Linked DNA regions of Capra hircus: region 1 is linked to region 2. Evidence: chromatin contacts called from public Hi-C data. All regions are on one chromosome and are shown on one strand. The core of a region is the stretch at or near the end of the contact, and the rest is flanking DNA. Distances in the headings are between cores, read along the strand shown.

Region 1 (6,227 bases), core at 283-2,782, 190 kb after region 2:
GTGGGGATGGGGGTGCCATAAGGGGAGGGGTCGTTCTACAGACTAGGGAGGAATCTTGAGGGCCAGACCTTCCCTTCCAAGGGTCATGCAAATCTCCAGACTCTGTGAATTCAGTGAATACAGTTCAGTTCAGTTTAGTTCAGTCGCTCAGTCGTGTCCGACTCTTTGCGACCCCATGAATTGCAGCATGCCAGGCCTCCCTGTCCATCACCAACTCCCGGAGTTCACCCAGACTCACGTCCATCTAGTCAGTGATGCTATCCAGGCATCTCATCCTCTGTCGATCCCTTCTCCTCCTGCCCCCAATCCCTCCCAGCATCAGAGTCTTTTCCAGTGAGTCAACTCTTCACATGAGGTGGTCAAAGTACTGGAGTTTCAGCTTTAGCATCAGTCCTTCCAAAGAACACCCAGGACTGATCTCCTTCAGAATGGACTGATTGGATCTCCTTGCAGTCCAAGGGACTCTCAAGAGTCCTCTCCAACACCACAGTGAAAAAGCATCAATTCTTTGGCACTCAGCTTTCTTCACAATCCAACTCTCACATCCATACATGACCACAGGAAAGACCACAGTGACACCGGGACTCATCACACTTGAGCTTTCAGCCACAGGACTGCTGTCTGGTGCCAGACACCTGGAGCCTGGAAAGGGCCTCCCTCTCCTTCCTTGTGTGTGTGCTCCCTCGCTCAGTTATGTCCGACTCTTTGCAACCCTATGGACTATAGCCTGCCAGGCTCCTCTGTCCATGGGATTCTCCAGGCAAAAATACTGAAGTGGGTTGCTGGCCTTCCTCCAAGGAATCCTCCCAACCCAGGGATCCAACCCAGGGATCCAACCCACGTCTAAACTGCATCTCCTGCATTGGCAGGCGGATTCTTTACCCCTGTGTCACCTGGGAAGCCCCCATACTACTCGTAATGTTAGCCAAAGGCCTAGAAGCATTGAAATGCACCCTCCTTGGTGCACTGAAAAAACACTGGATACAAATTAGATCCCACAGGTTTTCCATAAGAGAAGACACAGAGCATTCAAAAGCCAGTGCCTGAGTGGGACACAGGTCCTGTAGTGACCTGGGACCACCTGCAAGGCCTGGGATAGGATGAGTAGGATGAAACAGTTTGTAAAAAAAAAAAAAAGCAGCGTCCTGTAGCTCACATCATTCGCTCCCTGATGGCGCTCATTTTTCTTCTGATCTAGGCAAACCACCACGTTCTTGATGTTGTAGCAAAAGGGAACAAGCCAGCCCAAGCCTCGCCTCCTTTAAACCCCTTCATCTGACCTTGCTAAGGCAAACAAACCTCAGAGCGCGCCTGCAGGTTTTGAGTTGTTCACCCCAGGCCCGACCCCTCAAGTCCTCCGGGGGCAGGGCGCCAGGGCCTCGGGAGCGGGGCGACACGAGGGGCGGGGTCATAGGCGAGGTAGGGATTTCGGGGGCGGGGCGCCAAGGGCAAGGGGCGGGGCAAGGGCGGACGCGGCGCCAGGGGCGGTGTTACGGGGGCGGAGCCTCGGGGCGCACCGGGAGGACTCGCGGCCCCCGCGCGGGACGGGGAGCGGCGGGGAGGGGCGGAGGGGAAAGGCCTGGGGAGAAGAGTCGGGTCCCAGCTTGGGCCCGGGGTCCCCGATCCAGTTTTGCCCGCGGCCTGGAGCGATCGAGGCGCAGCGGCCCGGCCGGCACCCACGCCCATCGGAGCGCCCAGAGCCCGCGGGCCCCGGCGTCGAGCTCAGCAGCGTCAGATTCCGGCGCGTCTCTAGCCGCCATGGCTGCGGCCGCGGGCCTGCGGGCCTTGGGAGCGAAGGGGTCGGGCTGGCTCCAGCGCGGTCCGTGGGCTCCACTCACCACCGGCTTCTGCAGCCGGGGGCCGGCCGGGATCGGGCGGCCGGAGCCGGGGCCGCGACCCACCATCGCGCGGCAGCGGGACGGCATCAGGTCAGCGGCCCGCCTGGGTGCGGGGCTGTTCCCCGGGGGGTGGCCGGCGGGACCCAGGAAGAGAGAGGGGCGCAGGAGGCCGGCTGCCAACCGTGCCACCCCACGCAGAGTCCAGAGCGGCTCCGTCGGTGGTCAGCTCCGCCAGCCGCAGAGCCCAGTTTATCCATCGCAGTCCATCTGTTCGGCGGGAGTGTCCGACGTGAAAAGAATCCGCGGATGCGGCGTTTACGGAGGTCCCTTGGCTGGGCTCAGTGGCCTGTGGGACCCTGCAGGATTCACACCGAGGATTTAAGTGGGGCTGCCAGCGACGGTGCCAGCACTGCCCCTAAACCCCAGACCGAGTCGACCTCGCATTTGGACTCAGCGTGGGCAGCCATATGGGAGGCCCCTCCGCTGCTGTGCCTTTGAGAAAGCCCTTCATAGAGGGCTCTGGGCCTCACAAACATGACGTGGCTCCAAGGCGCCGTCAGGCTTAGCCGAGCTGCTCCTTGGCCCGCAGCCAGAAGTGCCCACGTGGGCGGTAAATAAATAGGTCGAAGGACACACTGTACTGAGCTCTGCCCTTTGGCTCAACAAGCCTAAACCCCTTTTACAAAAACATACCTGGGCACACACTTGAAACTGGACGGTGGAGTGGTAAAGGCAGAAGGCCTTCAGCTCCATCCAGGCCTCACCTTGACGACTGCCTGGCCCAAGCAAGAGTGCAGAGGGAGGCCTGCCTGACATGTCTTGAGTATTTAGACCTTACAAATCAAGCAAACTGTAAGATAGGTCAATATATTTCCTTCTGTCCTGACAAGTAGGCAGTCCTAAAATCTGGTGTGTGCGAGCGCACAGTGCTGAGTTGCCTGATTTTTTGCCGCCCTATGGGCTGTAGCCCAGCAGGCTCCTTTGTCCATAGAATTTTGCAGGCAAGAATACTTTGCAGGCCACTTACTTCTCCAGGGGATCTTCCCTACCCAGGGATCGAACCCACATCTCTTGTGTCTGCTGCATTAGAGGGCAAGTTTTCTTTACCAGCTGAGCCAGCAGTGAAACCCAAGACTTGGAAGGCTGTTTGAGTCCTCAGGCTCCGAGGAGCTCCCCCAAAGCAGTGGAGAGCACTCTTGGCCTGCAGCTTTGTGCTGTGCTTCCCACCCTGCCCTGGCACTCCTCACCTCTCCCCCACTCCATCCTGATGTTCTGCCAGGGTCTTGGCACACAGGTCCGAGACATCCTGTGCAGCATGCCCACAGTCTGTCCACTCCTTCACCCCCTACACTTAGCTGCTCACAGCCACCCCGTAGGCCTTAGGGTGCCCACTGCAGAGCCATGGAATTCCAGGGTTTCAGGTGACTTGCAGTGGGGTGTGGAAGGGTGTTGTGATTTCCAGGTGCACACATCTCAACATCCCACTAGACTCCTTGCTCGCCAGGAGGGGTACCGCTGGAAGGGGGCCTGTCGGAGCAGAGTTCTCCAAAGTGCAGGGCCAGGGCAGGGTACTTTTATGGGCAAAGTAGGGCCCTTAAAAAACTATTTCTTCAAATCTGGCCCATTTGGCACGGCAGCCAGATGGCAGAAGATGTTGTTGATTCTCCAGTGTGTGTGTATGTGTTTTCAGTTGCTCAGTTGTGTCCGACTCTGTGACCCCATGGGCTGTAGGCCATCAGGCTCCTCTGCCCATGGGATTCTCTGGGCAAGAATACTGGAGTGGGTTGCCATTTCCTCCTCCACAGGATCTTGCCAACCCAGGGAGCAAACCCACATCTCCGATGTCTCCTGCAATGCAGGTGGTTTCTTTACCACTGAATCCCTGGGGAGGCTCCCCGATTCTCCAGAGGTAAAATAAACATAAATAAGAAAGGAGGATGTCAGGAATGGTTTAGTAGGAGGGAAGCAAGCCAGCACTAAAGCAGAACGATGTCAGGCACTGAGGGGTGAGCTGCAGCCACTCACTGAAGTGTCCCTTTCAGCAGCCGCCCCTGTGCTGCCTCCTGTGAGGGCCAGTGCTGAGTGTGGTGCTGTGCTCGGTGCTGCACGCTCCTCACCCCCAACCCTCCCTGCAGCCACCAGGTGTTATAGATCACGTCATCCCTGCTTGACAGTGAGGAAATGAGTTCAGAGGACGGCCTGCCGGAGGCCACACAGCTAGGAGGCAGGAGGGCTGACAGAGAAAGGCCCATCTGCCTCCAAAGCTGCCCCCACTCCTGCTGAGCCATTCCAGGGTGCTCGCCACTTGGGTTTAAAAGAGATGCCAGGAAACTAGACGAAGTGAAAATCCACAGCAATTGGTGGAACTGGCCTTGCAAAATAGAAGTGCTCTTTTTGGTCATGAATTCAATCAACAGATACATGTTGAGTGTCTCCTCTGCATGGGAGCCTGGCAGCGTCTTGCCCCACAGACCTGTGAGTGGTTTAAGACAACGGGATAGACTCCAGGCAGCTCACTGAAGCATCTACAGGGACCATCTCTTGCCTTGTAAATGGAAAGTTTACATTTTTATCACCTGCCCTGGTGGTGACCTCACTGTAAAGGAGATCCCCTTTCAAAAGGGGTGCTGTTAAAGCTCCAGGTGCAAGACAAGGTAGCTGCTGGGGAATTCAGACCAGCGAGATTCTCAGGAGGTGTTACCCACTGGGTTTGATGACCTTTGACATGGAACCGAGCAATTGGGTCTCAATAACCCGTTGAACAGCAATCCAGGATGGCTTTCTGAGATAAGCAAAGACAGGGGGTCTGTTTGGTCACTGGGAAAAGGAGGCTTAAGGGGCACCTTGGCGGGAGAGTCCAGAAGCCATGCTAGTGAACTTGTGGGTCTGGAGCTCAGAGGTTTGAACTGAGGCAAAGATTGGGCATGGTCAGCACAGAGGTGTAGCTGATGCTAAGGCCACCGGGAAGTTGCCTGGGAGGAGTGTATGGAACAGGAAGAGAATCCTGAGGATTGTGGCATCTAGAGGTGAGCAGAGGGTGAGGAGCCCATCCCCAAAGTCAAGAAGGAGTGGCCAGAGAAGCACCAAAAAAACGAGAGAGGAGGAACGTGCTTCCAGAAGGCAGGTGGGATCACAGCAGCATTGAGTTTAGTTCTGGCAATCAGGGGATTCTTGGTGGCAACAGCCTTAGTGGAATGGCAGGAACAGAAGGCTGGTGATACGGGGCTGAAGAGCAAACTCGCAATTCAGAGCACACTGACAGGGTGTGTGACGCTCAAGCCAAAGGATTAATGGGACACACAGCAAACCACGGGCATCTGAGGACTGGCATCTTTTTACACAATTTTGCCCAAGGCCTTAGGATTTAATTTAAGCCTATGTCACCGATGAGAGGGCAGCTTTTTAGGTTTGTCACAGTGAGCACACTAATTATTTTACTGGAAGGTTTATCAGCAGTCTCCACCACCGCCAGAATATAGGTTTCTGGGGCTGTCAGCATATCAGCTATGAGTCATTTTTGTGCTTAGGAGAGAGTATGAGAAACCAAATGATGACTATCACAACCACCTAAAGATGGCAGCAAAACCAAAGTGGCATTCTGGAGAAAGTGGTTATTCTTAATGCTCCAAAATAAATTCAGTCATCGATGGGTTTCCCAGAAAACAGAGGCACAGAGGCTATTTAAGGAAGATGCCAGGTGACACACACCGCAGTGGAAATACCAGATACAGAATGAGGAAGGCAGAAAACACACAGCCGGAGATAGCTGGGAAACAAAACACACAATAATCACCTGGCATCTAGCTTGTTGACCGTCCCTTAGAAGAGCAAAAACAAGACATTTCTGCGTGCAGGCAGCAAGGTGACAAGCCAGGTTATTCCCACCAGCTCATGGAGAACCGTAAAACAGCAAGCAAGCCTTTGAACGCTGGTTTTTGAGGGACAACATGGCTGGGAGACCCTCTTGCTGCAATGGTTCTGCACGTATGATTTTGCTGGCTTGCACAGTGTCACCACAGGAAAGGTAGGGAGATGCACATGCCGGCTGGCGTCTGCACCTCGGCTGCCTCTTCCACGGTGTTGGGGGAGGAGATTCGGGGGCGTGTTTTCATTCCTGGCTCCTTCTCCACCTATTCGTTCTGAAGAACAAGGGGAAGAAGCAGGGTAAAGGTGGCACTGCATGTCGGCCTCCTCCAGCCCCCACCCGTCTTACACTCCATGCAGCCACTCAGCCTGGGTGGTGATTGTGTTGAAACTCCTGCGCCTTGCCCTTTCTGTGGAGGTGGCAGTAATAGTTCCGAGACAGACTTGGGAAAAAAAGGGAAACAACTCGAGAGCAAGGGCAAAAAAGCCCCCACATTTCAGGTAGTCCCCTTGTTTTGACTGAGC
Region 2 (6,858 bases), core at 1,787-4,286:
GTACTTTGGCCAACTGATGTGAAGAACTGACTCATCTGAAAAGACCCTGACGCTGGGAAAGATTGAAGGCAGGAAGAGAAGGGGACAACAGAGGATGAGATGGTTGGATGGCATCACTGACTCAATGGACAGAAGTTTGAGTAAACTCTGGGGGTTGGTGATGGACAGGGAGGCCTGGTGTGCTGCAGTCCATGGGGTCACAAAGAGTCAGACACGACTAAGCAACTGAACTGAACTGATGGTATAAAGAACTATTTTATTCATTCATTGTGTTATAACCCATTATTATCATCATTATTCCTTTTGAGGCTCAAGTCGTCCCAAATTTGGTTGGACTCCCTCTTACCTGGTTGTAGATTTCCCCTCTTCAAGTGGATCCTTTAGACATGCCCAATCTGGCACAAATTAATTCAGGTTCACTTTATACTTTTTCTATCCTAGACCTAGATCATCCATTTCTTTAAAGAAACAGGGGTACTTTTTCAGGGGGAATGGCTACTAGATGTGCTCATCATTGCAGTTTTTAAAATCACACAGGAGACCCCAGCACAAGAAAATTCTACTCCCCTGAGAATGTCAGGACAACATATTATCAAAAGGAAAAACTTCCATTTGAAGCTTGCAGTTTAATACCTGATTATCTTAAACTGGCATCCCCTCTGAATCAAGACTGGCCCCTCACATTGGGGCAAGCAGAGTTTAAGGATTAAAAATGGGACCAATATCTTCTTTGTTGCCTCAGTCTCTAGTGATCTGAGACTATACTTTAAGCCCATGCAGGACCAGCTGAATAGGAAGTACTTAACAACTGCTGCCAGAGAAGGCAGTGGCACCCCACTCCAGTACTCTTGCCTGGAAAATCCCATGGATGGAAGAGCCTGGTGGGCTGCAGTCCAGGGGGTCACTAAGAGTCAGACATGACTGAGCGACTTCCCTTTCACTTTTCACTTTCATGCATTGGAGAGGGAAATGGCAACCCACTCCAGTGTTCTTGCCTGGAGAATCCCAGGGATGGGGGAGCCTGGTGGGCTGCCATCTATGGGGTCACAGAGTTGGACACGACTGAAGTGACTCAGCAGCAGCAGCAACAACTGCTGTGTCACCCACCCAGTATGCAGTAACCCTGTATTGGGTCCAACACTCCTCCTAACATGATCAATAACCTAGACAGTAAAGGCTAACCACATACACGATACATGGATGAATATTAAACAGTCTTCTCTTCTACAATAAGAAATCTTAGAACTTTAATTAAGTTCAAGTCTTCCAATGTTTTTTGAATATTAGGATATGTGACTGAAGACAGTTGGGCCACGCCACACACTCCTTGACCTCACCAGCAGAGGTCAGGAGAGGATAAGGAGTGCAAGAGGTAGACACGTATTTTGACAGAAGAATGACATTGAAAAGTCATGTATTTTGAGTAAGATTTCACAGCACATAAAATTAAGATATAATTTTAAAAATCTGAATAGGCTCCAATGTTCCATTAAGCTATGCAAAATATCACACTGCAAAAATGAATAGCTGAATCCAGGAAAATTCATAGTTTTACATATACTTTCCTCCTTATTAAAAGCATCAATAAGCTCAAAGAAACAATATAATCCATTATTAATACTGTTCTCTGCAGAGCAAATATAATAAGTGTGTTTGTTTATTTGTTAATGTGTCTGTTTGGGGGAATCCAAAGCACTCTGCAAATACCAACACCAATCCTCTTATGAAGGCCTGATTTCTACTACCCCTATTTTCAACAGAGAATTGCCTATGTTAAAACAAAACCAAACACCCACCACCACAAAGCTGGAACTAAAGCCCTGAGACTTGAGTTCACTATGCATCAGTGTACAAGTCTTTTCAAATGGCAAGCAGGAAGTTCACACTGCAGGTGGATGCTCTGTGAAGACTAATAAACACTTGCAGCTTCCACAAGGCTATCATTTCCACTGGTTTATTCAATGCAGCAATATATGCAGAAATTTTTATGAGTCTCCTAGAAATGGCAGACCTGGAACATTTGGGCTAGGCAGTCACTGAAGAACACATGCACTAAGATGAAACCAGAAAAATTGGGGGAAATCCGGATAAACTAAAAAGTTTCCAGCCTCAGACTGCTTTTCATGTGTCTAGAGTTCTCATCCCACTTTGAAGAAACCAAAGCTGTGAAAGGCAGGTCACACACAATGTGAGCTCAGTTTATGGATGAGGGTAGAACAGAATCTCAGTCAGCAGCCTCAGAACTCCCTCTCCCAGAGACAGATTGACAGGGAATATAAAACTGTCTTGTGTTAAACTGTTAAGGTATGCATGTCATTGCTTAGTGGTTTCCTAGTATATTAAACTCTTTGAACATCCATTAATTGTAACTTGAATTCCATTGGGTAAAGAGGTCTTTTAGGTACAGGCAAATCTCTTTAAAAAAATTTAAGAACAAACAACCTCCCTCAAACATGTATCCTCTACAACGTTTTGTCTCTTATTTCTTTAGTTCACTGTCACATTTTTTGAATCATCTATACTTCTGATTCCCATATGTCTGAATTTTTTGGACCAGGAAATCATTTTGAAAGGGGAAGAGAGGAGGCTCTGGAGAGAAAAGTCAGTATTGTAATGGGTCGCCAGATTTTTATTCTCCCAAATACGGACATATTTTGTTGAAAGACACGTTCCAACTCTTTTCTAATTTTTCAAATAAAGCACGCTGTCACATTGGAAAGGACAAGCTCCACCAGCCTTTAACTCCGTGTTTCATGACAGGACACATCCTTATGTTCAGCCGGTCATTCACTCAGCTGCCATTTATTGAGCACACGCTACGTGCCCTGCTCTGGGTTCTGTGGCTGCAACAGTGAACAGAGCAGAGGAAACCCCCTTCAGAGAGGTTACATCCCAGTGTGGAAACAGACTAAGTACAGATGTAAGTGAAATGTTGAGTGACTTGGACAGCGTTAGTGCTAAGAGAGAAGTAAAGGTGGAGCGGGTGGCTGGCTTGCGTGGGGGAGGGGCCCCCAGTCTTGTAGTTCTCGGGGGTTGGGGGGCTGTCGAGGGACCTGCCAGGCAAGTCAGGGGGCACTGAGGAGGCCTGCAGGAGAGCAGGAGACAGGAGGAGGGGGGAGACAGAAACCAGGCGCGAAGCTCTGAGGCTGTTCTGACGACCTGCCCTTTTACTGTGGATAAGATGGGGGTCGGCATTACGTTCCCCTCAGAACTGACATGATCCCGCCTACTCTTCCAGTGAGCAGACAGCCTGTGGGGAGGAGGGGCGGCGCACTGGCAGAAGCAGGGAGCTGGAAGCTCTGAAGAGGCTCCAGTGAACCAGGTGGCACAAGAGGAGATGCTGAGAAGGCGCCAGACTGAATTCACGGCGAGCCTGAGCTAACAGAGGAGGCGTGGGGTGAAAGAGGACATCAAAGACAACTCGGGAGATTTTAGACAGCAAATTGGATGGGTGGAGCTGCCACTGGCTGAGACAGGAAGCTTGCTCACAGATGTACTTGAGGAGAGAGAGGTTCCAGGCCTGAGCCCCGGGGCATAGTAGAAAGAATAAAGATGAAGATGAGAAGGAACAAGCAGAGGAAACCAAGAAAGAGCGGCCAGTGAGGAAAGAAGAAGGGATTCTGAAGGACAAGACAATACAAGCTTACCTCAAGAAACAAGAGAAAAATCAGATAAATAACCTAACTTTACACCTAAAGCAACTAGAAAAAGAAGAAATGAAGAACCCCAGGGTTAGTAGAAGAAAAGAAATCATAAAAATTAGGGCAGGAGTAAATGAAAAAGAAACAAAGGAGACTATAGTAAAAATCAACAACGCTAAAAGCTGGTTCTTTGAGAAAATAAATAAAATAGAAAAACCATTATCCAGACTCATCAACCAAAAAAGGGAGAAGAATCAAATCAACAAAATTAGAAATGAAAATGGAGAAATCACAACAGACAACACAGAAATACAAAGAATCACCAGAGACTACTATCAGCAACCATATGACAATAAAGTGGACAACCTGGAAGAAATGGATGAATTCTTAGAAAAGTATAACTTTCCAAAACTGAACCACAAAGAAATAGAAAATCTTAACAGACCCCTCACAAGCATGGAAATCGAAACTGTAATCAAAAATCTTCCAACAAACAAAAGCCCAGGACCAGATGGCTTCACAGCTGAATTCTACCAAAAATTTAGGGAAGAGTTAACACCTATCCTACTCAAACTCTTCCAGAAAATTGGAGAGGAAGGTAAACTTCCAAACTCAATCTGTGAGGCCACCACCACCCTAATACCAAAACCAGACAAAGATACCACAAAAAAAGAAAACTACAGGCCAATATCACTGATGAACATAGACGCAAAAATCCTCAACAAAATTCTAATAAACAGAATCCAACAACATATTAAAAAGATCATACATCATGACCAAGTGGGCTTTATCCCAGGGATTCAAGGATTCTTCAATACTTGCAAATCAATCAATGTAATAAACCATATGATTATCTCAATAGATGCAGAGAAAGCCTTTGACAAAATTCAACATCCATTTATGATAGAAACCCTCCAAAAAGCAGGCATAGAAGGAATATACCTCAACACAATAAAAGCCATAAAAGATAAACCCACAGCAAACATTATCCTCAATGGCAAAAAATTGAAAGCATTTCCCTTAAAGTTAGGAACAAGACAAGGGTGCCCACTCTCACCACTACTATTCAACCTAGTTTTGGAAGTTTTAGCCACAGCAATCAGAGCAGAAAAAGAAAGAAAAGGAATCCAGATTGAAAAAGAAGTAAAACTCTCACTGCAGGTGACATGATCCTCTACACAGAAAACCCTACAGACACCACCAGAAAATTACTAAAGCTAATCAATGAATATAGTAAAGTTGCAGGATATAAAATTAACACATAGAAATCCCTTGCATTCCTATAAACTAACAATAAGAAAACAGAGAAATTAAGGAAACAATTCCATTCACCACTGCAATAAAAAGACTAAAATACTTAGGAATAAATCTACTTAAAGAAACAAAAGACCTATACATAGAAAACTATAAAACACTGATGAAACAAATCAAAGATGACAGAAATAGATGGAGAAATATACCATGTTCATGGATCGGAAAAATCAATATAATGAAAATGAGTATACTACTCAAAGCAATCTATAGATTCAATGCAATCCCTATCAAGCTACCAATGGTATTTTTCACAGAAACAGAACAAATAATTTCATAATTTGTATGGAAATACAAAAAACCTCAAATAGCCAAAGCAATCTTGAGAAAGAAGAATGGAACCAGAGGAATCAACCTGCCTGACTTTACACTACAAAGCTACAGTCATCAAGACAGTATCGTACTGATACAACAACAGAAAACCCAGAGATAAACCCATGCACCTATGGACACCTTATCTTTGACAAAGGAGGCAAGACTATACAATGGAGAAAAGACAATCTCTTTAACAAGTGGTGCTGGGAAAACTGGTCAACCACCTGTAAAAGAATGAAACTAGAACACTTTCTAACACCACAAAAATAAACTCAAAATGGATTAAAGATCTAAACGTAAGACCAGAAACTATAAAACTCCTAGAGGAAAACACAAGCAAAACATTCTCTAACATAAATCACAGCAGGGTCTATACCCACCTCCCAGAGTAATAGAAATAAAAGCAAAACTACACAAATGGGACCTAATTAAACTTAAAAAACTTTTGCACAATGAAGGAAACTATAAGCAAGATTAAAAGACAGCCTTCTGAATGGAAGAAATATGAGCAAATGAAGCAACTGACAAAGAATCTCAAAAATATACAAGCAGCTCATGCAGCTCAATACCAGAAAAATAAACAACCCAATCAAAAAACGGGCCAAAGAACTAAACAGACATTTCTCCAAAGACGACATACAGATGGCTAACAAACACATGAAAAGATGCTCAACATCATGATCAGAGAATGCAAATCAAAACCACAATGAGGTACCATCTCACACTGGTCAGAATGGCTGCTATCAAAAAGTCTACAAACAATAAATGCTGGAGAGGGTGTGGAGATAAGGGAACCCTCTTACACTGTTGGTGGGAATGCAAACTAGTACAGCCACTATGGAGAACAGTGTGGAGATTCCTTAAAAAGCTGGAAATAAAACTGCCATACGATCCAGCAATCCCACTGCTGGGCATACACACCAAGGAAACCAGAATTGAAAGAGACATGTGTACCCCAATGTTCATCGCAGCACTGTTTACTATAGCTAGGACATGGAAGCAACCTAGATGTCCACTGGCAGACAAATGGATAAGAAAGCTGTGGTACATATACACAATGGAATATTACTCAGCTATAAAAAGAACACATTTGAATCAGTTCTAATGAGGTGGATGAAACTGGAGCCTATTATACAGAGTGAAGTAAGTCAGAAAGAAAAACACCAATACAGTATATTAACACATATATACGGAATTTAGAAAGATGGTAACAATGACCCTATCTGCGAGACAGCAAAAGAGACACAGATGTAAAGAACAGACTTTTGGACTCTGTGGGAGAAGGTGAGGGTGGGATGATTTGAGAGAATAGCATTGAAACATGTATATTACCGTATGAGAAACAGATCACCAGTCCATGTTCAATGCATGAAACAGGGCACTCAACACTAGTTGTCCTGGTACACTAGGACAACCCTGAAAGAGGGGATGGGGGGAAAGGTGGGAGCGGGGTTCAAGATGGGGGACACATGTAAACCCATGGCTGATTCATGTCTATGTATGGCAAAAACCACTACAATACTGTAATTAGCCACCAATTAAAATAAATAAATTAATAATAATAATAAAAAAAGAAAGAGTGAGAGGTCAA

What was found. Hi-C and Micro-C count contacts between places; a contact is called where the count stands out from the background.
Region 1: a Hi-C map of liver shows a contact between it and region 2, with 5 times the contacts expected there. The contact joins the promoter of ECHDC3 here to the enhancer-like site in region 2. A contact is called at or near these places in 2 of 5 Hi-C or Micro-C datasets (blood and liver).

The regions. Positions count from the first base shown.
Region 1 is chr13:15,818,800-15,825,026 of ARS1.2, forward strand. ECHDC3 (enoyl-CoA hydratase domain-containing protein 3, mitochondrial) reads left to right here and starts at 1,533. Exons shown (of 5, transcript XM_018057005.1): 1 at 1,533-1,928. The coding sequence starts at 1,759.
Region 2 is chr13:15,622,320-15,629,177 of ARS1.2, forward strand. The region is part of intron 5 of USP6NL (USP6 N-terminal-like protein); the gene reads right to left. Among named protein-coding and RNA genes, the nearest start is that of USP6NL, 160 kb to the right of the region's middle. Within about 2 kb of position 3,037, at least 2 of the 5 cell types and tissues checked have an H3K27ac peak or open chromatin away from gene starts, as enhancers often do.